5 separate regions of the Mus musculus genome follow, and regions 2, 3, 4 and 5 are each linked to region 1. The links are chromatin contacts, called in public HiChIP or PLAC-seq and promoter capture Hi-C maps. All regions are on one chromosome and are shown on one strand. Each heading gives the region's core, a stretch centred on a gene start, on an enhancer-like site or on the middle of the called end of the contact. The rest is flanking DNA. Distances are from core to core; before and after follow the strand shown.

Region 1 (4,839 bases), core at 1,433-3,932:
CTATGTTCCTGACAGTGTGCCAAGCCTCAGAAGCCTTCAACTCCCAAAGGAAAATGCATGTACCATCTATTTACATGCATTGTATGTCAGACTCTATGAAACATATTATTATTATTATTATTATTATTTATAGCGATGGAATCAATGGTTTAAAAGCACTGGCTACTCTTGCAGAAGACCTGGGTTTGATTCCCAGGGCCTACCCGCATGGCTGCTAACACCCATCTGTAATTCCAGTTCCAGGACATGCTATGCCTTCTTCTGGCTTCCATGGGCACCTCCTCATGGTACATAAATATGCATGTAGGCAAATACCCATGCACATAAGATAATAAAATAATTTAATAAAACTTTATTATTTTATTATTTTGTGCATTCCTGTGTGTTCCTGTGTGTGTGTGTGTGTGTGTGTGTGTGTGTGTGTAGACACAGCACACATCTGGGAGTCAGAAAGCAACTTGCAGGAGTTTGATCTCTCCCAGCTTGTGGGTTCTGGGGATTGAATGCAGTCATTAGGTTTGGTGGCAAGAGCCTTTAGGGCCTTTGTTCCCTGAGTCATCTCTCTCAGCCAAGGTCTGTTTATTTGTTTTTGTTTGTTTGTTTGAGACAGGATCTCTTGTATCTCAGACTGGCCTCAAATTCCCTATGTAGCTGAGGACGATCTAAATTTCTGCTCTTCCAGCTTCCACCTCCGGAGTTCTGAGAGTGCAAGCATGGGCCATCCTGCCCAGTGCATGGAGAGCCAGGCTCTCCTGGATGCCAGGCGTGCACCCTGCTGACTGAGCTGCATCCCCAGCCCCCTGTGAGACACTTTGATTTCATCATGTGGCATAGATCTCCAGACTCTAAAGATGTGGGTTTTGCTACTGGATTTCACAGGGGAGGCAAGAGAGTCGGAAAGTTTCATGATCTGCGCACGGCCACTTGCAGAGGGAGAGGAGAATTCCAGTGCAGTCCTGTCGGCTTGTACTATCCAGTCCAGTCCTTTCCCACTCTGGATTAGTGACGGGGAGTTTGAGATAGCAAGCAGCTTGACTGGGGACTATATGGTTTCAGTGGGTGGGGCAGGAACATTCCAGGAGGACTTCTTGAGGGAGGCAGTCCTGACATTCTCAGGGCAGGGGTAAAGGAGGCTGGGTCAGGGGCTGCTGGCTTTGGGTAGGAATGGATTTGGGTGAAGACACCAACAGCATACTCTATGCTGTGTAGGGCCCAGCTGAGGTGGGAAGTCTTCCCAGAACTTCCTAGAGCAGCTGAGGTGGCCAAAGGAAGTCTCTCAAGAGTCAACAACAACGTTGGTTGGCAGGTGCAGCCGCAGTCAGACATCTTTGGGAGGAGTGCTGGGGCGTGGTCTAGAGGTGGGGACAGGTCAGGAAACAAAGGACAGAGAGGAGAGTTTCCGTTACAGTTTGCTTTGACCCTGTCTCGGTAGGTCGGTTGGTCTGCGCACAGGTCACCGTACCTCTCCTCACAGCTGTTGAAGGTCTTCCTGTAGCGTCAAGTCCAAATCCTCTGTCCTGCCGTGTCCAGGCACCTCAGTCTACCTCTGTGGGCTTCTTGCCCAAACTTTCCTAAACAATGCTCTCTCTCCACAGGCCATACTCCACCCAGCCTGGAGGGCTGTCCGCCTTCCTCACCCTCTCCCCAAGCTGGCCCACCAGCACCCCATCCTCTCTCAAACACGCCCTGGACATCGCTGGCGACTCTTCCAACAGTGGCCGAAATAACTGTTGCAGGGCTGTTGAGGTTTGTGTTGTGGGTGTCTCCCTAATGAGGCCACCCTGCCCTCCAGGGCTGATGACTCTCAGTTGTTTGACCTGAGAAGGCATTTCACTTTCCTCAGCTGCAACACAGTGTGCTCACCGAAGCCCACCGTGACTCTGTCAGCCCTCTCCTCTAGAATAGGGCAGTGTGTGTGTGTGTGTGTGTGTGTGTCTGTTTGTCCATCCAGATTACAGGAGACATACAAGGAAAAGGGACAGACTCCAGAGAACCCTGCAGAGAACCCCAGAAAGGGCCCTTCTTTTGACTCTCCATATTCCTAAAGGGTACTTAGCATCTTCTTTATCGCGCTACAAGGCTATAAATAAGCGACAAAAGGTTTCTACGGTAAATCAGGAGTCCCTGGAGACAAAAGTCCCTTTCCAAACCCCCAGACTGGAGCTGGAGAACAAGTACAGCCACCCTAGGCTTTTACCAAACTCACTGGGATGAGTTGTGTCCCTGCAACCTTTCCTGAGCCCACAAGCTTTGCTCATCACCTCCACTCGGCAGAGGAGGTCACCGAGGTGCTTGGAGGTGACACCGCTTGGATGAAGTGGCCGGGTGCTGGAGCTCTGAGGCCCTAGGATCTGCAGTAGGACAAGTCCTTAGGTTCGGAAACCAAGGAGCGGATCCCCAGGTGCCTTGGGGGGCTTCCAGGTGCAGCGTCCAGGGGCGCGCGCGAGGAGGAGGAGTGGATGCTCCGGGTTGGCCGCGGGCAGGGGGCGCGTCCAGCGGGTCCCTCCCGGTTGCTCCCGGGCCAATCTTCCTCGGCGCGTCCCCGCAGGCGCGCACCCAGGGCTCAGCCTGTGGGCTCGCGCACCCGCGGAGCGGGGAGCGTGCGCGCGCGCTCTCCCTCCCCGCCCCGCCCGCCGCCACCCCGCCCCCGGCCGGGTACCCTCGCCGGACCCGAGAGAGAGCGCCGCCGCCATCTTAGCCGCCGCCGCCTCCAGCGCAGCGCTGCCGACGAGGGGAGGGCGCGCGCGGCCCAGCAGCACGGCGGCTGCCGTTCCCATCCCGGTGCTCGCCGCGCCGCCCAGCCGCCGGCCCCCGGCTGCCCGCGCCCCTCTCGGCGTCCCGCGCGACTCCCTGCTGCTTCCGCGTCGGGCCGGCCGTGGCGCCCCGAGCCCGAGCGATGCTGCGCCGCCCTGCGCCCGCGCTGGCCCCGGCCGTCCGGCTGCTGCTGGCGGGGCTGCTGTGCGGCGGCGGGGTCTGGGCCGCGCGAGGTAAGCGACGGGGCGCGGTGAGCCGGGTGCGGGAGTCAGAACCGAGTGCAAGGTTGGGCCGAATGCAGAAGTCATGCGGGGCCGCGGGGTTCGGGTCGGGGCCGGGTGCGGGAACCGTGCTCGGGTGCAAGGTGGGGGGCTGAGTGCGAGGGTCATGCGGGGCGGCGGGGTTATGGGCAAGTGCTGCAGTCCTGTAGGGCCTCTGGGTTCTGGGCCGAGTGCGGGACTCGTGCCAGAGCCCAGGGTTCGGGTCCTAGTGCGCGCATTGTATCAGGCAAGGTTCGGGTCCGAGTGTGGGGATCGTGCCGAGGCCCAGGGTTCGGATACGAGTGCGCGAGTCATATTGGGCAAGGTTGGGTCCGAGTTCGGGCATAGTAACCGGGTGCAAGGAGGTGGGCAGAGTGCAGGAGTCGTGCAGGGCCGCGGAATTTGGGTCCGAGTGTGGGAATTGTGCCAGGGCTGAGGGTTCAGGTCCGAGTGCGCGCGTCGTATTGGGCGAGGCTCGGATCCCGGTGCGCAGATCGTCTCCAGCAAGGTTCGGGGCCCAGATCGTATCAGGTGCACAGGTACAGGACCCAGTGCAGGAATAGTGTCAGCGCACAGGGATCGGTGCCGAGTGAGGTAGTGTTGCTGGGGCGCGGGGTTCCGACCCGACTGTGTGACTGATTGCCTGGGAGCGGGGCTCTGGGCTGAGTGCGGAACATCGAGCCCGCTCGCTACGTGAGATTCAGGTTCAGGCGCTCAGAGAAGAGCTCCGGAGAACCTAGGCGCGCGCTGCAGATGCCTGGGGAAGCCAATTTTGTACCCGGGCGGGGCACCTGGGCCATGACTGCCCTAGTTGTAGCCCCAGGGTGCTTGAGGTGCTGGTCTGGGGAGATCTGGGGACACGCGGTGGGAGTTAGCCCACTTTCCAGTAGCGCATGCAGCCTGGGGGGTGCGCCCCTGGGTGGGATGCAGTGTACGTGTGTTGGATGATCAGCCCAGGGATGCACGCAAGGATTTTGGTGTGTGCTTACATAAGATTCCACTCCTCCGCATCACTTTCCCAAGATCCCGGTTCTCTGCTGCGGCTAGGTGGACACCACGACTTCGCCCCTTTTCGCCTCCTCTCCGCGTCCTTTAAACGCGGTTTCGGAAGTAACAGAGGCGAAAACTCCTCTTCCTTCCCACCCTTTTGCCCAAAGACGAAATTGAGAAGGTGTTTGTGATCACTTTTCATCCACCAGTGTGAACAAAGCGCTCGTCCGCTGCACCTTTACTCAGAGTAGTGTACCGGACTTGTATGACCACCACAGAGACCAGCCAGCCCCGCTAATTCCTTAGGAGTGTGGGAGGCAAATAGGATTTTGCTGTTTTAAATCTTCATCCACTTCATCTAAACATTGTACCTGCCTTCTGATATTGACCGAGCTTGCCACCAAAACTGCTTACGCATTGCAGATAAAGCCTTCTGAATGGAACTTGAAACCGTAAACATTTTTCCTGGTCTTAAAGTAGTCTAGGTAGATAGTCTGTAGAGAGTGCTCGAATCTATTTTCTTCAAGTGTATATTTTGGAAATCAAAAGAGCTTTGTGGGAGGAGGATTGATAGAAGTCTGGGTGAGATGGTCACGTAATAACTTTGCAAGCTTTAAAAAAAGATTGCCTTTTCTGCTTGGCCTGACTTAGGAAAGTTGTGTTCACAAAAAAGGGCAGAAGAGGGCAAAGCATCCTTTGTTCCAGCGTGCCACACAGAGGGTGATAAACTGAAAACTTCTTTTATTCCATCTAGAACATTCTGTCCATTCTTGTCAAATTCAGCTCCTTGCCACTAAGTATCTAATTACCGTGCATTTGATTTTTTTTTTTGAAA
Region 2 (4,839 bases), core at 930-3,429, 490 kb before region 1:
ATACAGAGAAACCCTGTCTTGAAAAACCAAAACAAAACAAAACAAAAAAAAAACCTAGAACTCAGTGGACCTGAGTTGCATGTCTGTAATCTCAGCATCCAGGAGGCTGAGGCAGGGCTACACAGGGAGATATTATACATACACATATATAGGTAGGTAGATAGATTTATTTATTTTTATTTATATGAGTACAGTGTCACTGTTTTCAGACACACACCAGAAGAGTTCATCGGATCCCATTACAGATGGCTGTGAGCCACCATGTGGCTCACGGGAACTGAACTCAGGACCTCTGGGAGAGCAGCCAGTGCCAATACTCTTAGCCACTGAGCCATCTCTCCAGCCCCATTCATAACATATTTTTTAAGTGTGTATTTGCAGTGTATTGTTAGATAGTGACAGGACAGGACAACTTTTTCCTCAGGCTTCCAGCACATTCTGACGCAATGTCATCTGTCAGCTCTGGAAAGGAGGGCAAAGGAGAAACAGGCTCAACCCACACAAAGGTGGCCAAACCCTGAAAGACCTTGGACCTCCAGAAACTGTGGACACAGTTCAATCCCTACAGAGGTTTGAAAAAAATTCAGACCCTGAGGCTCGCTGCAGTTTAGCATGCGAGGTGGGATACCACAAGAAAGGAAGGTCCCTCTTTCAGACACTGCAGAGTCCAGAGTTGGTCCTAATTGTTTCCCATGCCTTACAGCACACACATTCCTCCTGAATCACTCACACCACTAACAGAGGCTGATCTGAGTGTCCAGCGCCTTTAAGTGTGATTCCCCCTAATCGACTTATCACAAGTAGAAAGGCAGTAAGACTCTAAGTAGTAGTCCTCTGCCTAGGAAGGAAGGGAAATATCTGTAAGTGGTTTAAAACTCTTTAAGGTGCTTCAAGATGTTGACAAATGAATGATGAGCTTCCCAGGCTAAAAATATTGCTCCTCCTAGGTCTATCCTAATCACATTGAAACATAAGATAGCCAGAGAGCAGAGACACTTCTTCGGGAGCTGAAATCAAGGCCCGGCGGTGCACGTGATTTAGGGCTCGCTACAAAACCTTGCTACCCACTTCTGCACTTTACTAAGAGAAGAGAGACTTAAGATAAGCAGCACTGCCCTGGGGCCAAAGAGAAGGCTGAGCAGGCAAAAGGCGTTGCTGCTAAGCCTGAGGACCTGAGTTCCATCTGAGATCCACATGGCGGACGGAGGGGGGAACCGTTTCCGGCAAAGTTGTCCTCTGCCTCCCACCAGCACCATGCTGCGCACATGTACACAAAAATAAACAAAAAATCAAAAGTAAACATAACTTGCCCTCTGCCTGCCAGCACACTGGTGGTAAAACCCTCTCCACATCCCACTCCGCCTTTGGCTTAGAAACCCCTTCCGAGGCCATATCAGCACGACTTCCAGGCAGCCCAAGCATCAACAGTGGCCCTCACTGTCCCACAAGCGAAGCGGGATTTGGTTAAATCTGCAGGTGAAGAACTCGGAGGGGAGTCCTTGGCTAAGACAACCAAACCCAGCCAAGCGAGGGTTGGATCCTCAGCTAAAGCTCAGTGGCGTCTGTTATTTAAAGTACGTCCCCTTTCTACTAACGCACTGGGAGGGAAGGAGTCCTCAGAGCGGCGCCCCAACTTGAAAAGGAAAGAAAGCCCCATGGTGAATGAAGCCCCAGATGCTGGCACTTTGGGGGCTGAGGCCGTGGGAGCGGGAGTCGCCAGGCCCCTCCCGACAGGGGACAGCCGGGTACCAACGAGCCTTCCCCACCTCTCTCTCCTCCAGCAGGGCCCTGCAGCTGTGTGCTGAGGACCTAACCGGAGCCCGCCACCCTTCCTGACCAAGCCCAGAGGGCTCCGAGGGGTCGCCGAGCGGGAAGCCAGGGCCTGAGACCCGGTCGAGACCCCGACCCGGGACTGTGGTGAGAGCGGGGTCACCGGGGGAGGAGCCGGGCCGGGAGGACCGGAGAGGGGCGGGGCCCAGAGAAAACACTAAATCGGGGGTCCTCCGCTTCAAGGCGTCAGGGTCGCCGCCCCACTGCCTGCCGCGCGCCCAGCGGCGCCCCAGCCGCGACCCCTGACAGTCGCGACGGGGCAGTCCCACTCCCCTCACCTGGTTCGGCTGCTCTGCCTGCTCCGACGACGCCATCTTCCTCAGGCCTGACTAGTCGACCGCCGCTGGCCCAAGTTTCTCCCAAGAGCGCTTGCACTAGTTCTCCCGACTAGACCAAAGTAGAAGGTCCCGAGCATGTCGATGGGGGCGGGTTCCCGGCAAAAAGGATTGAGTGAGACTGGTGTCCCGGTTATCTTGCAGTTTACAGGAAAATCCATAGTTCAAATTCTTTTTAAAAAAATAGAATATCTCTTGTTGTTGTTGTTTTACATTGTTGATGTATAAACGCTGTGGTTTAGGCACATCTACTCCTAATTTTCTCCCCCTACTCTCCCCACATCACCCACCAGGTTCACCCTCTTTTTAAAATAAATTTACATGTTTGTATGTTTAGACTTGTTTGTTTTTGTTTTCTAGACAAGGCCTCACGTAATTCAAAGTAGCCTCAAACTTTCTATGTAGCCCTAGATGAACTTCTGATCCTCCTGCCTCCACCTCGAGGTGCTGAGATAACAGGCGTGCGCCACACATTTTTATTCTTGAAGTAAATCTCTCCCTATTCTCATAACATCGTGGGCACATTTAGGGACTACTTATTTAATAAACACATGAAAATGTAAGTTAAAATTTAGCCATTCGACCGGGCACTGGTGATGCACGCCTTTAATCCCAGCACTTGGGAGGCAGAAGCAGGCGGATTTCTGAGTTCGAGGCCAGCCTGGTCTATAGAGAGAGTTCCAGGACAGACAAGGCTACAACAGAGAAACCCTGTCTCGGAAAAAAAAAAAAAAAAAAAAAAAAAAGCCAAAAAAAAAAAATAGTGTAGCCATTCGGTACACTAGTATTCGTTAAGTACCTACTGTTTCTCAGAAGCGTTCATAAACTCCAACAACACTCTGCAGCTCGCTCTCTCTCTCTCTTTTTCTTTTTTTTTTTTTTTTTTTTTTTTTGGTTTTTCAAAACTCTGTCGTAGCCTTGGCTGTCCTGGAACTCACTCTGTAGACCAGGCTAGCCTCGAAAATTTGCCTGCCTCTGCCTCCCAAGTGCTGGGATTAAAGGCGATCGCCACCATGCGTTCTGCAGCTCTGTCTTAAGAAACCCATGTGTTGGGGCTGGAGAGATGGTTCAGTGGTTAAGAGCACTGACTGCTCTTCCAGAGGTCCTGAGTTCAAATCCCAGCAACCACAAATAAATAAATAAGAAATCCATGTGCACAATAGTGCTTTCTCAGGCTGCCTCTCCTCTGTATTAGAACTGACATCTCAAGATGGGGATATAGCTTAGTTGGTAACACATGCATAAAACCTGGGCTCCAGCACAATGACTACGTGGTACAGTGGTGCACAACTGTGACCACAGCACATGGGCTATATGCTGAGTTCAAGGCCAATCTAGACTATGTAAGGTTCCCGTTGGTTGGTTGGTTTGTTTTTTAAATTAAAAAAAAAAATTTATACAGGCAGAAGACTGGAACACCCAGACTTTGAGAACTGGGGACATTTGAGGAGAGAGGAGCAGTCTGTGAACCATCATTATGGTAGCTGAATTGTTAGATGTGTTGCTTTAGGTTTTTGAGACAGAGTCTCACTGTGTAGTCCAAGCTGGCTCAAATTCAAGATCCCCTGCTTCTGCCTCCAGAGTTCTGGGATTATAAGTGTACCAGTATGCCCTGCTCTTTAACCTTAATATCACCACCCGACCACCACCAACATCACTATTTTGTATGTATATGATGCTAGTCCTTGTGTGCTAAGCAAATGCTCTACCAATGACCCACACCCCCAGTGCCAATTCTTTTCATGTTAAACACTGGAGCAATAAAACAACAACAACAACAACAAACCAGACTTGTATCACAGCCAGGAGGGATGAATATATTGCCAGGCAGTAATGAATCAGCTCTGTGATTCATGGTTCCCTTTACTTTCTGACTTGCGATCTTATCATTCTTTCTTGCCAAGAGACACATTTTCTTAATTCCCATTTCTATTTATTTTCAATTCTGTAACCAGGCACCGCTCCATTCTATAAGATACTGTTGAGTGTTCCCACTGAGCAGAACAGAAAAGGTTGATCTTATAGCCAGAAGTACAAAAAAAGAAAGAGGATTCTTTTTCATTTCAAAGTTACTTTCTTATAAACCAAAGACAAGGCGATATAACAAGAGAAAAATAACCGGTTGGTCAACATCATTTCCGGTTACCTTTTTGTGTAAGAATTAAGGCATGATCATGCCAAGCAGAGTGAGCCTGTTTGAGAAATCTGCCTATCCCTCTAATCTTGATCCCTGGGAAGTCGAGATAAAGTTTATTTTTATTTCAGTCATGTGAAATCTTCACATGAATGTCTTTTGCCCACAGTCCTAGGAATCAAACTTAAAGTCTTGTTCAGGCTGGCTTGTGTTCTGGCATTTAGCTACCCCCAGTCTGTATTTTTATTTTTAGCTCAATTTGTTGGTGTCTAAAACAACTCCCTGGTCTACAGCAATGCCCTCCTGTTATTGCTATTTAGCAACCTTTTTGCGTAGTTCAGGAGAGCTGGCTGGTAGACGGCTCATCAGTTAAGAGCACTCACTGCTCTTGCAGAAAAGCCTGGGTCTGGTCCCCACCACCCACATAGTGGCTCACAACTTTCCAGGACCCCAGGGCCAGGGCATGTCTTCTTTTGATCTCAGCAGCAGGTACCGGGCAAATGTGTATGTAGTGCACAGAGATATATGCAAACAAAACAT
Region 3 (4,839 bases), core at 888-3,387, 460 kb before region 1:
CTGCCACCCTCGGGCCAGAAGAGACTTTTCATGCTGGACTGAAGTGGGCTGGATGTGGTGGTACATGGCTGTATCCAGCACTCAAGAGACCAAGACAGGCTGGGAGTTCAGGACCAACTGGGCTACATGTAAGACCCTACCTCCAAAAGCTAAGAATAAACTCTGTTTTGAACTCTTAAATATACAGCCTTGAACTGGACATATTCCCCACACTTGAGGTAGAGGCAGGAAAATCATTTTAAGGTCACTCATAACTACATAGGAGTTCAAGGCCAGCCTGAGCTTAGACAGACCTTTTCTCAAACACACACTCAAACACACACACACAAATGCGCGCACGTGCATGTCGACCAAGAGAAGACATAACCCTCACCTCCCAGCACCAGGAAGGGGACGGAAGCCCAATGGTTCTGCTGATTGGAGCAAGAGCCACCACCATTTTATTTGGAGGGGGTCACTGAATCTCCAATCCCTTAGTTGACCTGTTGTCGGTAGCGAGCATTACTGAAACCAATGATTCTCACAGGGCAGGGGAGGCAAAGCTGACATAAGAAGAAAGCTCCCCGCTGATTGACAGTCTTTATTCAGGTCTCGTTGGCATCTCACAGGGTGGCCAGGGTGCTATGCCCAGGGTGGGGTTACTTGCACGAGGAGAAGGTTTTCCAGAAGAAGTTCTTGCAGGGCTTTTTATCCAGGTGTGGGGGCTGTTGGGGGGGTGGCCTTTCCTGGCTCTTGGACAGCCCGGGGGTACCCCCTCCGACGGGGGTGCTGGAGCTGGCTTGGGAAGCCCACTCGTGCCACCAGGCAAGGAAAGTCAGAAGGCCGCTCCTCCCCTCGGTGGCTTCCTGCTGTGTTTTAGAGAAGCAGATAACAAAGGAGAGAAAAGCAACCACTCACCACTCACTCACTGGGACTCACTCAGCCTTCGGATATGCCCCCCCACCCCCACCCCCCACAGAGAGCAAACTGTTCCTTAACAAACCACACTCCCTCAAAGTCAGAGTGAGACGGACTCTAGAGAAACTGCTCAGTGGAGAAAAACAGACCAGTCCAATAATAATAAATAAATAAATAAATAAAAATGCTGATTTTTTTCAAGCATGGTAGCAGAGACCTTTGGACTCGGCAGTCAGGAGGCAACAGCAGATAGAGTACTGTGAGCTTGGGCTAGCCTGGGCTACACACAGTGAGGCCTTATCTTGAAAACAAATAAAGTGCTTTAACTTCTACCTTATAATCTGTGCTGAGGTCCTCAGCTCTGAGACTAGGAAAGCTGTCAAAATGGCTGCCAGCTGAGAGGCCCTGGGTCCACAGGCTCTCCCACCTCCACACATCCTCCTGGATGTTCAGAAATCAGAACAGACTGAGTCGCTAAGTCTGGGCCTTCTTTCAAACTCCTCAGGAAGTTTCTAGGAGTACTCTGATGATAAACGACCCATCTGAAACTCATCTGGTGATCTCAAAGAAAAATCCACTTTTAATGGTCAACTTTATGGACTCTTTCTTGGAACTTTTTCAAAAATGGAAAAAAGAGAAAGTAAATCATTTGATGAAATTATAAAATTTACACCATGGAGAACAAGAGGGCAGGAATTATTTGAGCGAGTGAGAGTATAGCTGTGTATATAAATTAAGGCTCTGGAAGTCCGTGTGACTGGTCTCACGGCAGAGAAGACGGTGGAGCGCTGTGACAGCTGGAAGCAATCCCTGTCTCCAAAGCAGACACCAGCAGAGAGGAGTCCCTGACAGACCCAGGCTAGGAGAACTGAGGGCAAACAGGGACCAGGGGTCTGAATGGGGCGTTGTAAAATCCTAGGGACACACACACACCACAACACAGAACACATCATGCAGGACTGAGTGGTCAGAATTACAGAGACAAACTGAGCAGGTGCACTCACCACACTGTCCTGGCCAGTAGGGCCACTCTCCAGGGGAAGGGCGGAGGCTGCGACCCCCCAGAGCAGCAGCAGCCCGAAGGCTGAGGGCCACTTGCCTCCTGTGCCTCGGCCACCCATCATCCTCGGACGTGCTGAGGTCTGTGCTTGGTGGACGAGGGTCTCTTCTGTGGTGTTTTAAGCTCTAGCACCACCTGCTTGGGGGTCTGCACTCGTTCATTGAAAACCTACACGCCTCTCCACACTCACGCGGTGACGCACAAGCCGGAGCAATCAGCTCTCACAGAAAGAAACATTTGTGGGGTTGGATTTAGCCCCTTAATTAAAGACTCGGGACTTTTCCTGTGTTTGGAGTGAATCTGCTCTTATTTTAGAACACATGCGCGCTTGCTCTGGGAGTTCTGCTTCCTTGTGATTGTGCCTGTGGCAAGCAGGAAGCCATCAGAACAAAGCCGGGTGATTTAACAGAATATGAAATCAGGCCTGGGTAAAGAGCTGAAGATGTGGGGTCTTACCCAGGAGAAGCAAGACTGCAGGCTGGGACGCAGCTCAGCTCAGCCCAGCACGTGCCTACCACGGTTCCGTCCATCCCCGGAGCTAAAAGCAGGCATGTCTGAATCGGCTACGAGCAGAAGTAACCAGGTACAGAGAAGACCCAGGGTCACAGGATGGCCCCAGTGTTCACCAGGTCGCAAGGAAGGATGAACCAAGAGCATGTCCCAGACTGCCCTCTGCCCCAGGCTAGACCTTTGACTCGCTCAAGTATAGATGCGGATGCAGAAGAGAGACGGGACCAAAGGCCTTCTGCATCTCAGTGCCACGGACGCTGTCCTGGGCCTCTCAGTGACATGCACACTTGCAGAGTTCCTGGTCTAGGGCTTTCCAAGATGCCCAGGTCAGCAGTTTGCACATTTCTTTAAAAAAAAAAAAAAAAAAGATAGAAAGAAACGAGGCCAGGAAGATGGTTCACTGAGCACAGCAGTTGCGATGCAACCCTGGTAACCTGCAGCTCCACTCTGGCCCCCAGATAATGGTAAAACGGAAGAACACACCGGTTCCTAACAAACTTGACCTCTGACCCACACTCCCGCTGTAGCACACACGTGCATCTCCCTCTCCCCGTCATAGATACCATTTTTGAAAATGTAGACATGCACGTCGATAGACTGGCCAAGTGTAAGGGATGCTTTCTTTGTATAGGTCACAGTCACTTCCTGAGAAACCTGGACTCGGCCAGCTGACAGCCCACTTCCTTCCCAAGACAGTGACAAAGTCCTGGGCCACCTCCTGGCCCTTCACAGGTCCAGGTTGAGAATTGTGGGGATGTGAGGGATGGACCCCGCATATGCAGACAGACCTGAAACCCCATCTCAGACACTAGAGAACACCAAGATCCAAGGGAGGCTCGAGACTGAAACAAAGCAACTGAAAGTCGGCTCCTTCCAAAGTAAAACACGCCCCGCTCTAGAGACCTTCCCGAGGTCCCTCTTCCACCATGGGGTGACGCTCAGGTCATCAGGCTTTGCCTACACCCAGCGAGCTATCCCTCTGCTCCCCTACCACTCCACAAGGGAAAGAAGGCAGGCCCTGAACACCTTACATCCTTCAGGACACAGCAACAGTAGGACAGGGCCCTTGGGACACTCCAGACTTTCCCTTCAAGCAGACATCTCCTCGGGAGAGCCAAGGCTTAATTCTATAGACCTGCTAGAAAAGCCACAAAGCCCTGCTTCTGAAATCAGCCCTGAAGAGTAAGAGATTTCATTCCCAGGGACCACCAGTCACCGCGATGGAGGCTGAGACCTGAAGCCACAGCAGCCGGGCTCAGCAAACACAGCTTTATTTATTCCCAGGGACCACCAGTCACCGCGATGGAGGCTGAGACCTGAAGCCACAGCAGCTGGGCTCAGCAAACACAGCTTTATTTATTCACCCTGCTGAGACCCGCATTCGACCTGGGAAATAAACAGTGAAGGACTAAGCTCACCCCGACAGCCAGCACAGCTGATTGCTAGCCCACTTTGCCAGTCACTAAGTCACGCTGTGCCACCCAAGTGCAAGCCTTTCCTATGCCCCGTGACGCGTGAGGTGGCTTTGCAGGAACTCCCAGCTTCTAAGCTTCTGCCGAGAATGACTTCAAACAGGCAGCACGAAAAGCTGCCCACACACGGGGCCGTCCTTCCCATGTCTGTCCTCATCCCTGCAGACTGCCCTCGTGGCGAGCGCTGCTTCCAGATGAGATGAAGGCCTTAGCTCTCGCTCTGCAGCTCCTCAGCCCCGTCCAGCTCCTCAGCCATGGACTCCCGAGAGCTCCTGCTTTCATCTTCCGGCTTTCTTTTCTTCTTGGCCTTTCCTTTCAGGTTAAGCTGGGCAATCTCTTCATTCTTCTCTGTAATGTATTTTAGCTATGTATATATACAAAAAGCAAAACTATATTTAAGTCTTTAAATCTGTCTATAAATCATTTTACAAACCTAAAAGAAAATCCTCACAGTAACTTATGCCTTTTCCAATATTCATTCCAAAAGAACTGGTGGAAATTCATTGACTGAGTTATCTATTGAGCACTAACTATCCGAGAAACGGAGACAGGGTCAAGTCCCCATTCCTGTGGAGGGGAAATCATGAGAAGGGCAGAGACCAGGCAGGATCGCTGTGGTCCACGTCTGCTGGCAGTCACAGCCAGGTGACACTGACACCTCAAAGTGGCAAGTGTCTTCACCTAGAAAATAACTGCTTGGTCAAAATGACTCTTGAGATGTGAAAAAATAGAAATCGTGTTCTCTTCTGCATAACCAGGCTTGCAGACTTCCGTCCACCCTGGTCCATCAGAACTGCGGGTATGGCCTGCCTGGGGTGGCACACCTGTAAACCAGGCTCCTGGGATGGTGACAGAGGAGGAGGATCTCGCGTTCAAAGCCTACCTGATCTAAAAGTCAAG
Region 4 (4,839 bases), core at 905-3,404, 370 kb before region 1:
CCCCCTCTGGCCCAGAGACTAACACACATTTTACATTTCATCCCAAGTTATGATGATGGATCATAACATCCCAGCATGCCATAGAGAGTGGCTAAAGGGACAAGCTCTTTTACTCTCGATACAAAGATTCACCAGAGGCAGCCGTGGCCAAGAAGCAAACCTATAAATGGAATTCAAAGGAAACATGCAAATTTTTATAAGTGAATCATAGTTGTATGCCAATATGGATCGCTGATAGCGGGAATTACAGGGCCAGGGGTTACCCCGCTAACACAGCGGGAATTACAGGAACAGGAGGTACCCCGCTAACACAGCACCGCCCATCACAGCCATCACCACTGCACCGCTGAATGCTGCTGCTCTTCTGGAGAAATATGGCTGAGGGCAAAAACGGAGAACTCTTCTTCCCTTTACTCACTGCTGTTACCTCACCTTCTCCCAGTATCTTGTGTGGTGATAGGAAATCAGCACTGACTTCTCTCCAGCCACATCACCAAACCTCAAGCCCCTTTTTGAAAGACAGTGTTAGTTCTAGAACCCAGAAATCCAAACAGAAAAGTCAACTCCTGAGGCCATAGCTCCGCAAAAGTCCACACGTCCTTCAACCTAGTGAGTGGCCCCATTGGGGAGGAGTCTGCCTCAGCGCTTTCACAAAGCTGACCTAAGATGCAAATGCTCCCAAGACGGAGTCTTTTTTTTTTTTCTCACTATGTAGCTCTGGCTCTTCTGGAACTCACTATGTAGACCAGGAGTTTGAATAGGAATCTGCCCGCCTCTGTCATGTGCCACTATGCCTGGTCCTAAGCAGAAGTATTAATGGCTACATTCATTTTGCTAGTATGGGTAACAGAATATAAATGATGAAGGGAAAAAGGATTTCTTAAGACCCTTCTTCCCTCCCCCAACTCATTTGAGTTGCTTGTCCTGAGTTAGCAACAGAGATGTCAGGACCCACTGTGTCAAGATTCTCCTGACCAGGCCACATAAGATGACATCATCTACTCCTCACACTGTGGTGCTGTAGAAGACGGCAGACAGACATGACTAACTGCCACCTTAGAATAGAATGGAAAGCCGGGCAGTGGCGGCACATGCCTTTAATCCCAGCACTTGGGAGGCAGAGGCAGGCAGATTTCTGAGTTCAAGGCCAGCATGGTCTACAGAGTAAGTTCCAGGACAGCCAAGGCTACAAAGAGAAACCATGTCTTGAAAAACCAAAAAAAAAAAAAAAAAAAAAAAGAATAGAATAGAATGGAAATACATTGAGGGACACAGAAATCTAGAAAATGAAGCACCATTTGTACATACTTTTCTTAATTTTAATATAAATAAATTGACTTCTCTAAATCCTAATACTGGCAATCCCACAAGCAAACAACACTTGTGCTCATGTAATCTCAGCACATTTGCTCATGGAGGACTGTGCGTAAACTGCAGACTGCCTTATTAACTTAGGTGCTCACTTCTCTGAAAGCTTTCCTTTCCACTCTTCCATTATCTCCTACAGTGAGTCCCCCTAGGTGTCGGATACCACGTGACAACCAGGCTTTAGTCCTGTGTCTCTGCCGTGTGAGGAGACTCACTGCGCTGTTGTGCAGCCGGTGCTGAGCATCCAGCAGTGACAGAGCCTTTATTGTAAAAGGGCTCAGCATTCTGTGCTTCTTATGCATTGTTAATCCTGATCTTTTTGTTTTGTTTTTTTTGAGACAGGGTATCATGTATCCCAAGCTAGCTGCAACCAGGTATAACTTGAAGCCAAGTACAACCCTGAACTCCTAATATTCCTGCCTCCACCCCAGCCAAGTGCGGAGACTGTGGGTGTGCACCACCACATCCAGCTTATGGCAGTGAGCATTTTATTGTCAAATTTAAAATTACTTTAATCTGAAGAGGGGATGCGGATGATAGAAATACCGGGAACCTCTGCCTCTGACAGAGAGATATGCACAGCAATAGCGGGAGCAACGACCTCAATGTAAAGCAGTCTCGTGTACAGCCAACAAATACTGATGCTGGTGATAACTTCCTGAGATTCACAGAAACCAACCAATTGTTCCTGGCAGAAGCCCAAGATAGGCTCAGAACACAGCACGGCAGCCATCATTGCCAAGAGAGAGCTAGGCACTCCTATTCTTTTGTATGACCAAGCCCACTGCATTCCTTTAGCTTCTGATCTAAACTCCCCAGCCTGGCCTCGGGCTTGCTGTGCCCCTGCTAGTGCTATTCCTTACGCTTCAATAAGCACATTCTTTTAGAGATGAAACATCTGAACCACAGTCACGTTAACTGAAACAACCACCTCTGAGTCTTAGCTAAATTACTGGGCAATTTGGGTCAAGCCGTCCTCCAGGTGGTCTTCATAAGCTGCTGTATAGAGTACTAAGTAGATTGTGCCTTATGGATAGATAAGGCCTAGGCTTTCTTTCTAGCCAAAATTGCACAGAGGCATTTAGAACAAGAGCTGGTCCCTTTTGGCCTTTCTCACAATGACCTCACCAACCTTCCTACTAAAATGAACCAAGGGGATCGGTCGTAAAATGGGTCATGCCCATCACTGAAGAGCTCTGATCCCTCTTCCGTCCCTGCGTCAGAGCCGGTGTCATCCACGAATGCCTCATCATCAAAGTCCTCCATGGCATCCTGCTGCTCGTCAGCCAGTTCAGTGATGTCGGAATCGGCCGTGGAAAAAGTGGGGGAGGGTGTGCGGTCGGCAAGGCGCTCATTCACACAGCCGTGGAAAATAGGGGAGCTAGACACCAGGTAAGACGCCGATTAACACAGGCAGGGAGAGAGGAATAGTCGGTTAACAGGATGCCCAGGTGCCAACAGGACAGAATGCACTGACAGAATCATCACGGTAAAAAGCAAAAGAGCAACAGGAACACAGGCTGCACGGTTCAGGCAAAGGGATCGGGGCAGGCTGAAGAGATCTACAAGGAAAGACCCTCAGAATAAGGAAGGCAAAGAGCATCCGTGAGTAGACCATCTCAGGGAAATATCACACGACACATGTTTATGTTCTCAGTTCACACAGAGGATGAGCACCCTGTCCTCCGGGAGCCACTCAGGACAGAGATAATAAAATAAGGCCTTAAGTGTCTGAGTTCTCTTGTCTGTGTGCTGAAGCGGCTTGAGTGAGCTGTGTCTGCACAGCCCACGTCTGCAAACCCTAGTCCGCTATCAGAGTGGAGTGGAAAAGGCTGACACCAGCAACACCATTTCTGGGTTTCTTACATACCAACACAGGGCATTTACAGTAAAGAGTAACTCAAAAGTCTGAAACCAGGAAGCTCAAAGGTCACATTTCCTGGGACTGGGAGAGAAGGTGAATGGTTAAAGGCACTGGGTGCTCTTGAGGAAGGACCCAGATTTGGTTCCCAGCACCCACAGAGTAGCTCACAACCATCTGTAAGTCCAGTTGTGGGATTCAGTTCCCTCTTCTGGCCTTGGTGGGTATCAGGCATGCATATGGCACACAGACAGCATGCAGGCAGAGCACCCATCCACATAAAGTAAAATAAACCCTCTTAAGCATTCGCGATTCCTTGCTTTTACATGTTCAACCTCTTAAGGCCAGGTTTCTGGAACTCCACAGGGGCATTTTGTTTTCACAGAACGCTGAACGTGATGGAGGCAGAGACCCGAAGAGGCCGCCTACCCTGGGGTGTAGTTAACCTGCCCCGGGCAATGACTACAGAAAGACAAACTCTTCTAAGAGAAATCACAGAGGACCAGTCAGGTTCTGGGAAACAACTTCAGTCTGGTAGCACACACTGTGATGTCTACTTAAAGTGTACAGGAGTCAGAAACAGTTTCTTTTCTTCTCAATTTTCCTTGATCAACTATGAAACATGTTGTGAGAAAGTTAAGAGTCCGGGATGGCTGTCAAATACGCTGGCTACAAAGTATGACATAAAAACTATGCAGACTGTGTAAAACGGAGGTAAATACTTTAAACCACACATTGGTTCTGATTAACATTAAGAGAGAAGGTGGGTTTCTGGGTTTGTTTGTCTTTTTTTTCCAATGCTACTAGGAACTGAACCTGGAACATCAGGGGTGAGCTCCATCCTGGCCTGAGAAGGGGCATTTTGCACCCCTTCCCCCTGTATACTTTCTACTGACATTTAAAAAGTTAAAAGTACTTGTTATTCATTTTTTAAAAACAACAAAACTGTGACATACCTTCCCACAAGTTTGAACCAGTGGAACCGATCGTAGAATGGGTCGCTGCCGGTCATGGTCGTCTCGCTGTCATCTTGGGCACTGGAGGCCACCTCCCCTGCCCTGTCATACATCTCTCGCATCAGATCCAGTCTCTGCCTATTGAGCGGATATGGGGTACACTGAGTTAACACCATGAGACGTCACTATAACTTTATTTTGGAAACTATCTGCGTGCCAGGTATTTTAAGAGGTTGCTCGTGTCACTTAATGCACAATGCATAAACAGAAGCACAGAAACCCGAATTCTCAGCATCCAGAACGCGGGAGTGGAGAAAGCCACCAAAAGTCAGCAGAACGTAGAGTAGAACATGTGTGTGCACACCCGTGAGAGCAAAGGGGGGGGAGAGGTAGAGGGGAGAGGAGGGAGAGGGGAGCGAGATCTATCTGCTTAAACCTACAGCCACAGAAGAAAGTAGCTCAATGGTGGCTGACATCTCAGACATAGCTCCACAGCGAGAGAAACAATCACTTCCTGGTTTATTACAAAGATGATCCTGAGCCCAGGACTAAAGTTAGAGGGATCATGCCAGATCCAAGAGAGAAAGAAACACAGAACTAACTGGCTCATTGAAATTTATAAAGGTAAATTTAAAAATCAACAAATATCAAAGT
Region 5 (4,839 bases), core at 1,078-3,577, 370 kb after region 1:
TTTCTGAAAGAGACTGGTGTGAAGTCCCTAGATTAAACTCACAACACTATGAGAAGCGCCTGGGGAGCAAGGAGAAATTCAACATCTCTGCTGATTCCAAGGGGACCCATTTTATGCAGCAGCCACGAGGAATCCATTGAAGGGTGTGTCCACCCTTGCTGGCACAGCCTCGCACTCAAGAAGCCTAATTTACCCCCTAAGTGACTTCACCCAGGGCCCCAGGCAAGAACCAGCCTTCCTAAGACTGACAGTTATGGCTTCTCCCCAGGTTTTGGTCTGGCTGATTTGAGTGGGATACAGGCTAAGGAAGAAAAAGGCTTGTAAAGTTTCCGGATTCAGAAACTCCATATCTCCCATCTAGATAACATCTTCGATCTATTGGAAGAAGTGTTCCCTGCAGTAAAAGGAGAAGAACTGTTTCAGATGATCTAATCCAGCCCGTCAGTTTGCAGATAACTGGCCTATGACCTCAGAGCTAGGGACAGTAAGCAACAGCCAGGATTTTTGTCTTGGTGCATAGCCCTGGCTGTGCACTTTGGCTAAATCACCCAACCTCTCTGGGCCTCCACTGGGAAAGGGTTGGTCTGGGCAGATAGTCTCTAAATGATGTTGGGATTCTCTGACTGAATGGTTCCCTCTGTCTGTACCACTAATGTTAGTGTAGTGCTTTCTGCCTCCCAGAGATGCGAGCTGGGAAGGCGTAGGGCAGAAAGGAAAAGGCAATCCCACTCTCTCCTAGAGTCTAACAATTAGGAAGAAAGCCAACTCCCTCCAGGCCATCCTACCTCAGCGTGTGTGTGTGTGTGTGTGTGTGTGTGTGTGTGTGTGTGTGTGTGTGTGTGTGAGTGTGTGTGTGTATGTGTGTGTGTGTGTGTGTGTACCCACATACACACACACACACACACATACACACACACACTCGTCGGCGATCCTAAACCTTCAAGGACACCAAGCCTTCATCATGGGGGCTGGCGCTCTTACCATAAACACCTGTTAAAACTCAGCTCATGAGCAGTTTCTGATGTTACTAACTAAAGTGTTTAATTAACTATTACTCACTCAGGAAGCAGCTTCTGCCAGCTCACCACCACACTGTACAGCTTGAGTTCAGAGAAAAAGAGAGAGGAGCCTGAGCCCCGCTCAGCTGGCAGGAGCTTCCCTGGAAAGGTGCCAGCCAGCACTCCAGCAATACCCCACTTACCAAAACCAACCAAGCAAGGGGAGTTATACTCCACAACCTTCCAGAGCCAATGGCCAGCCCCACTACTGTTCACAGACAGGCAAGAACATTTAGGAAACACACATATTCACAACGATACACAACAACAGACACGAACAGAAACTCACAAGGTCACACTCTCATTCGCAAAAGCACACACAACTTCCTGGCTGGCAAACATCTTCACAGGCACCATTTGTGAACATTCAGTCTTTGCCATGGCACATCCTTAAACTTGGAGATTAGCAAGTCCTCGCACACTCGTCAGGCGCGGGACAACTCATCCTCTGCTCTACCATCCGATTCAGGCTGCTCTTGTTTCTCTGTTTCCATCGATTTCCTGACATAACCTCGGTTGCCCGGAGAAGCATCGGCGGCTCCGGGGTGGCTGGCGCCGCGCGCAGTGTCACCAGGCAGTCTCCCAGAGAGAGGCGCTACGGGGGCCGGATCGGGAAGGGGGACTAGGGCCGCTACAAATCAGAGCCCGGACTGGCGGGAAAAGCGAAACTAACTTAACTCAGCAGGGTCGCGATGCATGGGGCAGAAGGGGTCCCCTCGACTTTGGCGATGGGAGTCCCCCTCAACAATCAGAACCCTAAGGCGCCCTGGGACTAAGGAGAGCCCCAGGCCTCTTTCTCGGTTTGCAGCCTAGGCTCATCTTAGGGAGCGACTGTCCCCGCTCCACTGAGGTCCCCACCCAATGCCGCCCCCGCAGGTGGGACCCCAGAGCCTCCGCAGCAGAAGCGGCAGCGCACTGGGCGGCGCCCGGCCCCTCTCCGGGGACCCAAGATCGATCATGGCTCCACGCCGGGTGCCCACCCTATGCCCACGCTCTGCCCCGCGCCCACCCTCTCAGTTCTCTCAGCGTGGTGGTCCCCGTGTCTCCCCCATCCCCGGATCCCAGAGCCCGAACGCGCGCCCACCCAACCGGTCTTCGGTGTCCCATGCCGCCTACCGCGCACAGAGAGGCCGCAGCTCTTGGAGCTCCGGAGGCTCGCGGTGCCCAGGGCCGCGCCCGCTGCAGAGAGCGAAGTCGCTTCCTCCCCGTGGCCCCGGCGCCAGCGCCTGGAGCTGGTTCCTGCAGCAAGCGCGCGGGCCGCTCGAGCGCGACTCCTGCGCTGAGAAGAAAAAGCCACCGACAGCTCTAAGGTGGGAGGGCGGAGAAAAAAGAAGGACGCGCCGTGGGCGGGGCTTGTACGCTCCACCCCGCCTCCATTTGCCCTGCCACGCCCCATGTCACGCTCCTTCACCACGCCCCGCCTCAGGTCACGCCCTTTTTATCGCAACCCTCCCTTCTGCCTGGCGCTCCTCACAGCCCTCCCCTCCGCACTTTCCCGCTTAGCCCCGCCCTACACCACGCCCCTTCTCCTGCCACGCCCCTCTACTTTCCGACCCAGCGCTGGGTTTCCTAGCGTTGAGCGGCGCTGGTCGCCCGAGAGCCCGGAGCGCGCAGGGCTCTGAGGCAGGGCAGGCTTGGGGCTTTGCGAACTCTGTAGCCCCCGATACCACCTTCTTGCAGAAGGGCTGTAGGCTCAGACATACATCGCTCTGCCTTGGCCTCTGCAGCAAGAGCTTTGATTCCTCTGGAGAAGTTTTTAGGAAAGGCTGGACCTAAGGCCAGGATCATAATAACAGAAAACCTGCGCGGGGGCTGCGGTGGTGTCCAGCACTGTATTGAGGAGCTGAGGTTCATTCTTTAGGGAAAAAATGTTTGGCAGGGTGAGGTTATAGCAGTAATCACAGGAGCAAGATCTTGCTTAACTCGTTTGAAACTCCGGGTTAAGGTTCTGTAATGCTGTCGTGCAAAGGAACTGTCTATGAGTCCATGTGTAATCCGGCTGCTCTATACTTACTGTTTCCGCGCTCATGGAGACAGACAGGCAACTCAGAACTTCAAGACCCCGAGGTCCTGGTCGCATAGGCGTCCACAGTACCTAGACAATGAGTTTAGGATGGCACAAGCGACAGGGACTTCACATTAAAAGTACACCGTTAGAAGCTCTAGTCTGAAAGGGATTTTCCTTTCCCGTCATTACAGAAGAGAGTAGTCACAGGTGACTGAGGGAATTTTCACTCCCATCTTCGCGATATCCCCTTAAGATCTTCCCACTCCTCACCCATACGTGGGGAGGGATGCTAGAGAAGTTGCTATAAATACTGTGGCCGCTGAAGTTATTTAATCACTCACTGTAAAGACCCGAAGGGCCGGAGGCTACTGTGTAGATTCCAACCACCTCACTGTTGCCAATTTTGTTTGAAAACACAGAAGCTTCCAGACTGCTATGGACAAGGTGGGTCTGCGTGGGGAAAGCGGCCTCTCCGGGGCGCTATTGGCTCTTCGAGCAGGCAGCCTTGCCGGTGACTCAGGGGGGTGACTCCCTCCTGTTGGACTCTTCAAAGTCTGGGAATTTGAAGCATTCCCTGTGAGCACGGCAGCCACTGACCCATATAGCTTGGAAAGAGAGCATGTTCCATATGTTGAGCGAGAAGTACGTGTCCCTTATCAGGTGTGGTCGGTCACCTCACAGGGCAGGTACTGCAGCACTACACCTGGGACTATGTACTCTCTTCTAAGACTTGTCTTTTGCCTGGGGGAAAGCTTCCAGAACAGATGGAAGCTGTTTCAAATGGTTAGAATGGCAGCTGTCGGGGGGGCTGGAGAGATGGCTCAGTGGTTAAGAGCACTGACTGCTCTTCCAAAGGTCCTGAGTTCAAGTCCTAGCAACCACATGGTGGCTCACAACCATCTGTAATGGGATCTGATACCCTCTTCTGGTGTGTCTAAAGAAACCTACAGTGTACTTATATATAATAAATTAATTAATTAATTAAAAAAAAAAGAATGGCAGCTGTCCATTTGGGTCCTCTTAGCTTTGACCCCAAGAAAGACAGCTCTCAAAAGGCTTGAATATTTCTCTATCAGCACTCCTGAGTTCTGACCCTGTTGGGTAAATGGATACTGATGGTCTGAATATCTAAGCTTACCTGACAGTCATCGTTCTTATCCCTGGGACACCGGGAAGGTGGGCTAGTAAATCTCCGTTAGTCATACAGCAGTGACTTCGGTGAGTCAGAGCACTGTGAAAGAGTCCTCAAAGCCGGAATGTGAGGGGAAGGGGCGTGATCCTATTGTTTGTTGAAAAGTCATTAGCTCGCAATAGCTGATACACCAGCTGATAAATACGATCGAAAGGTCGGCTGATGATTGCTTAAGCCTGAGTCAAATCAGGCCCCAGGGGAGGAGGAGGCTCTGGACTCCCAGTTCTGTTCACGCTGCCCCGAGACCCCACTCCCACATCTTGTACATCATGGGTTCTGTTGATATGATTTGCTCACTCACTTCTCTAACCTTCAGAAAATGATAAGGATGGATGATTAGGGAACAAGCCCTCACAGAATTGCTCTCTCTGATGTTAGTTTGAGGTCTAGCTAGAGGTGTCTTGGATAGTTGGGGCCCGCAGGGAAGAACCCTGCCATTCTTTAAAGGGTACAGGGCCCTTGTCTTCTCTGAGGCCCCTTGCATTAAGACCAGCCTAGCGTAAACCCAAGAACCTTTGTTCACCCACTGGGTGTCCTTGACCAAGATACTTAACCTGCAGAGACTCGATTTGTTTGAAGTT

Evidence for each region. Promoter capture Hi-C pulls out the DNA fragments that hold promoters and counts their contacts. HiChIP or PLAC-seq counts read pairs in DNA pulled down with a chosen protein or histone mark. Capture Hi-C pulls out chosen DNA fragments and counts their contacts.
Region 2: an H3K4me3 HiChIP or PLAC-seq map of embryonic stem cells shows a contact between it and region 1, with 3 times the contacts expected there. The contact joins the promoter of Pex14 here to the promoter of Clstn1 in region 1. A contact is called at or near these places in 6 of 39 promoter capture datasets (the C10 cell line, cranial neural crest, hippocampal neurons and 3 more), 5 of 115 datasets of contacts at active chromatin or transcription factors (embryonic stem cells, large pre-B cells, pro-B cells and 1 more) and 1 of 9 other capture datasets (embryonic stem cells).
Region 3: a promoter capture Hi-C map of adipose tissue shows a contact between it and region 1. The contact joins the promoter of Cort here to the promoter of Clstn1 in region 1. A contact is called at or near these places in 6 of 39 promoter capture datasets (the HPC-7 cell line, HPC-7-derived erythroid cells, cranial neural crest and 4 more), 3 of 484 Hi-C or Micro-C datasets (cerebellar granule neurons and embryonic stem cells), 5 of 115 datasets of contacts at active chromatin or transcription factors (craniofacial prominence, embryonic stem cells, large pre-B cells and 2 more) and 3 of 9 other capture datasets (adipose tissue, liver and pancreatic islet).
Region 4: a contact with region 1 is called in a promoter capture Hi-C map of hippocampal neurons, with 2.4 times the contacts expected there. The contact joins the enhancer-like site here to the promoter of Clstn1 in region 1. A contact is called at or near these places in 9 of 39 promoter capture datasets (the C10 cell line, cranial neural crest, hematopoietic stem and progenitor cells and 4 more), 2 of 115 datasets of contacts at active chromatin or transcription factors (both in embryonic stem cells) and 2 of 9 other capture datasets (adipose tissue and embryonic stem cells).
Region 5: a contact with region 1 is called in a promoter capture Hi-C map of adipose tissue. The contact joins the promoter of Spsb1 here to the promoter of Clstn1 in region 1. A contact is called at or near these places in 6 of 39 promoter capture datasets (the HPC-7 cell line, cranial neural crest, liver and 2 more), 3 of 115 datasets of contacts at active chromatin or transcription factors (embryonic midbrain, pancreatic cancer cells and stem cell-derived neural progenitor cells) and 2 of 9 other capture datasets (adipose tissue and liver).

What each region holds. Positions count from the first base shown.
Region 1 is chr4:149,583,786-149,588,624 of GRCm38.p6, forward strand. It overlaps Clstn1 (calsyntenin 1), which reads left to right and starts at 2,683. Exons shown (of 19, transcript NM_023051.5): 1 at 2,683-2,987. The coding sequence starts at 2,897.
Region 2 is chr4:149,097,664-149,102,502 of GRCm38.p6, forward strand. Pex14 (peroxisomal biogenesis factor 14) reads right to left here and starts at 2,180. Exons shown (of 9, transcript NM_019781.3): 1 at 2,109-2,180. The coding sequence starts at 2,144. Gm46722 (a long non-coding RNA gene) reads left to right here and starts at 324. Exons shown (of 3, transcript XR_003955172.1): 1 at 324-1,476; 2 at 1,782-1,917; 3 at 2,014-2,115.
Region 3 is chr4:149,124,626-149,129,464 of GRCm38.p6, forward strand. It overlaps Cort (cortistatin), which reads right to left and starts at 2,138. Exons shown (of 2, transcript NM_007745.4): 1 at 1,902-2,138; 2 at 409-848. The coding sequence starts at 2,021. The coding sequence ends at 639. Cenps (centromere protein S) reads right to left here. Exons shown (of 5, transcript NM_027263.2): 5 at 3,724-4,303. The coding sequence ends at 4,148.
Region 4 is chr4:149,218,042-149,222,880 of GRCm38.p6, forward strand. It overlaps Kif1b (kinesin family member 1B), which reads right to left. Exons shown (of 49, transcript NM_001290995.1): 26 at 4,186-4,323; 27 at 2,501-2,749. Among named protein-coding and RNA genes, the nearest start is that of Pgd, 54 kb to the left of the region's middle. Within about 2 kb of position 2,155, at least 59 of the 459 cell types and tissues checked have an H3K27ac peak or open chromatin away from gene starts, as enhancers often do. A contact at or near this core is called in hippocampal neurons, where this site is marked.
Region 5 is chr4:149,952,679-149,957,517 of GRCm38.p6, forward strand. It overlaps Spsb1 (splA/ryanodine receptor domain and SOCS box containing 1), which reads right to left and starts at 2,328. Exons shown (of 3, transcript NM_029035.2): 1 at 2,175-2,328.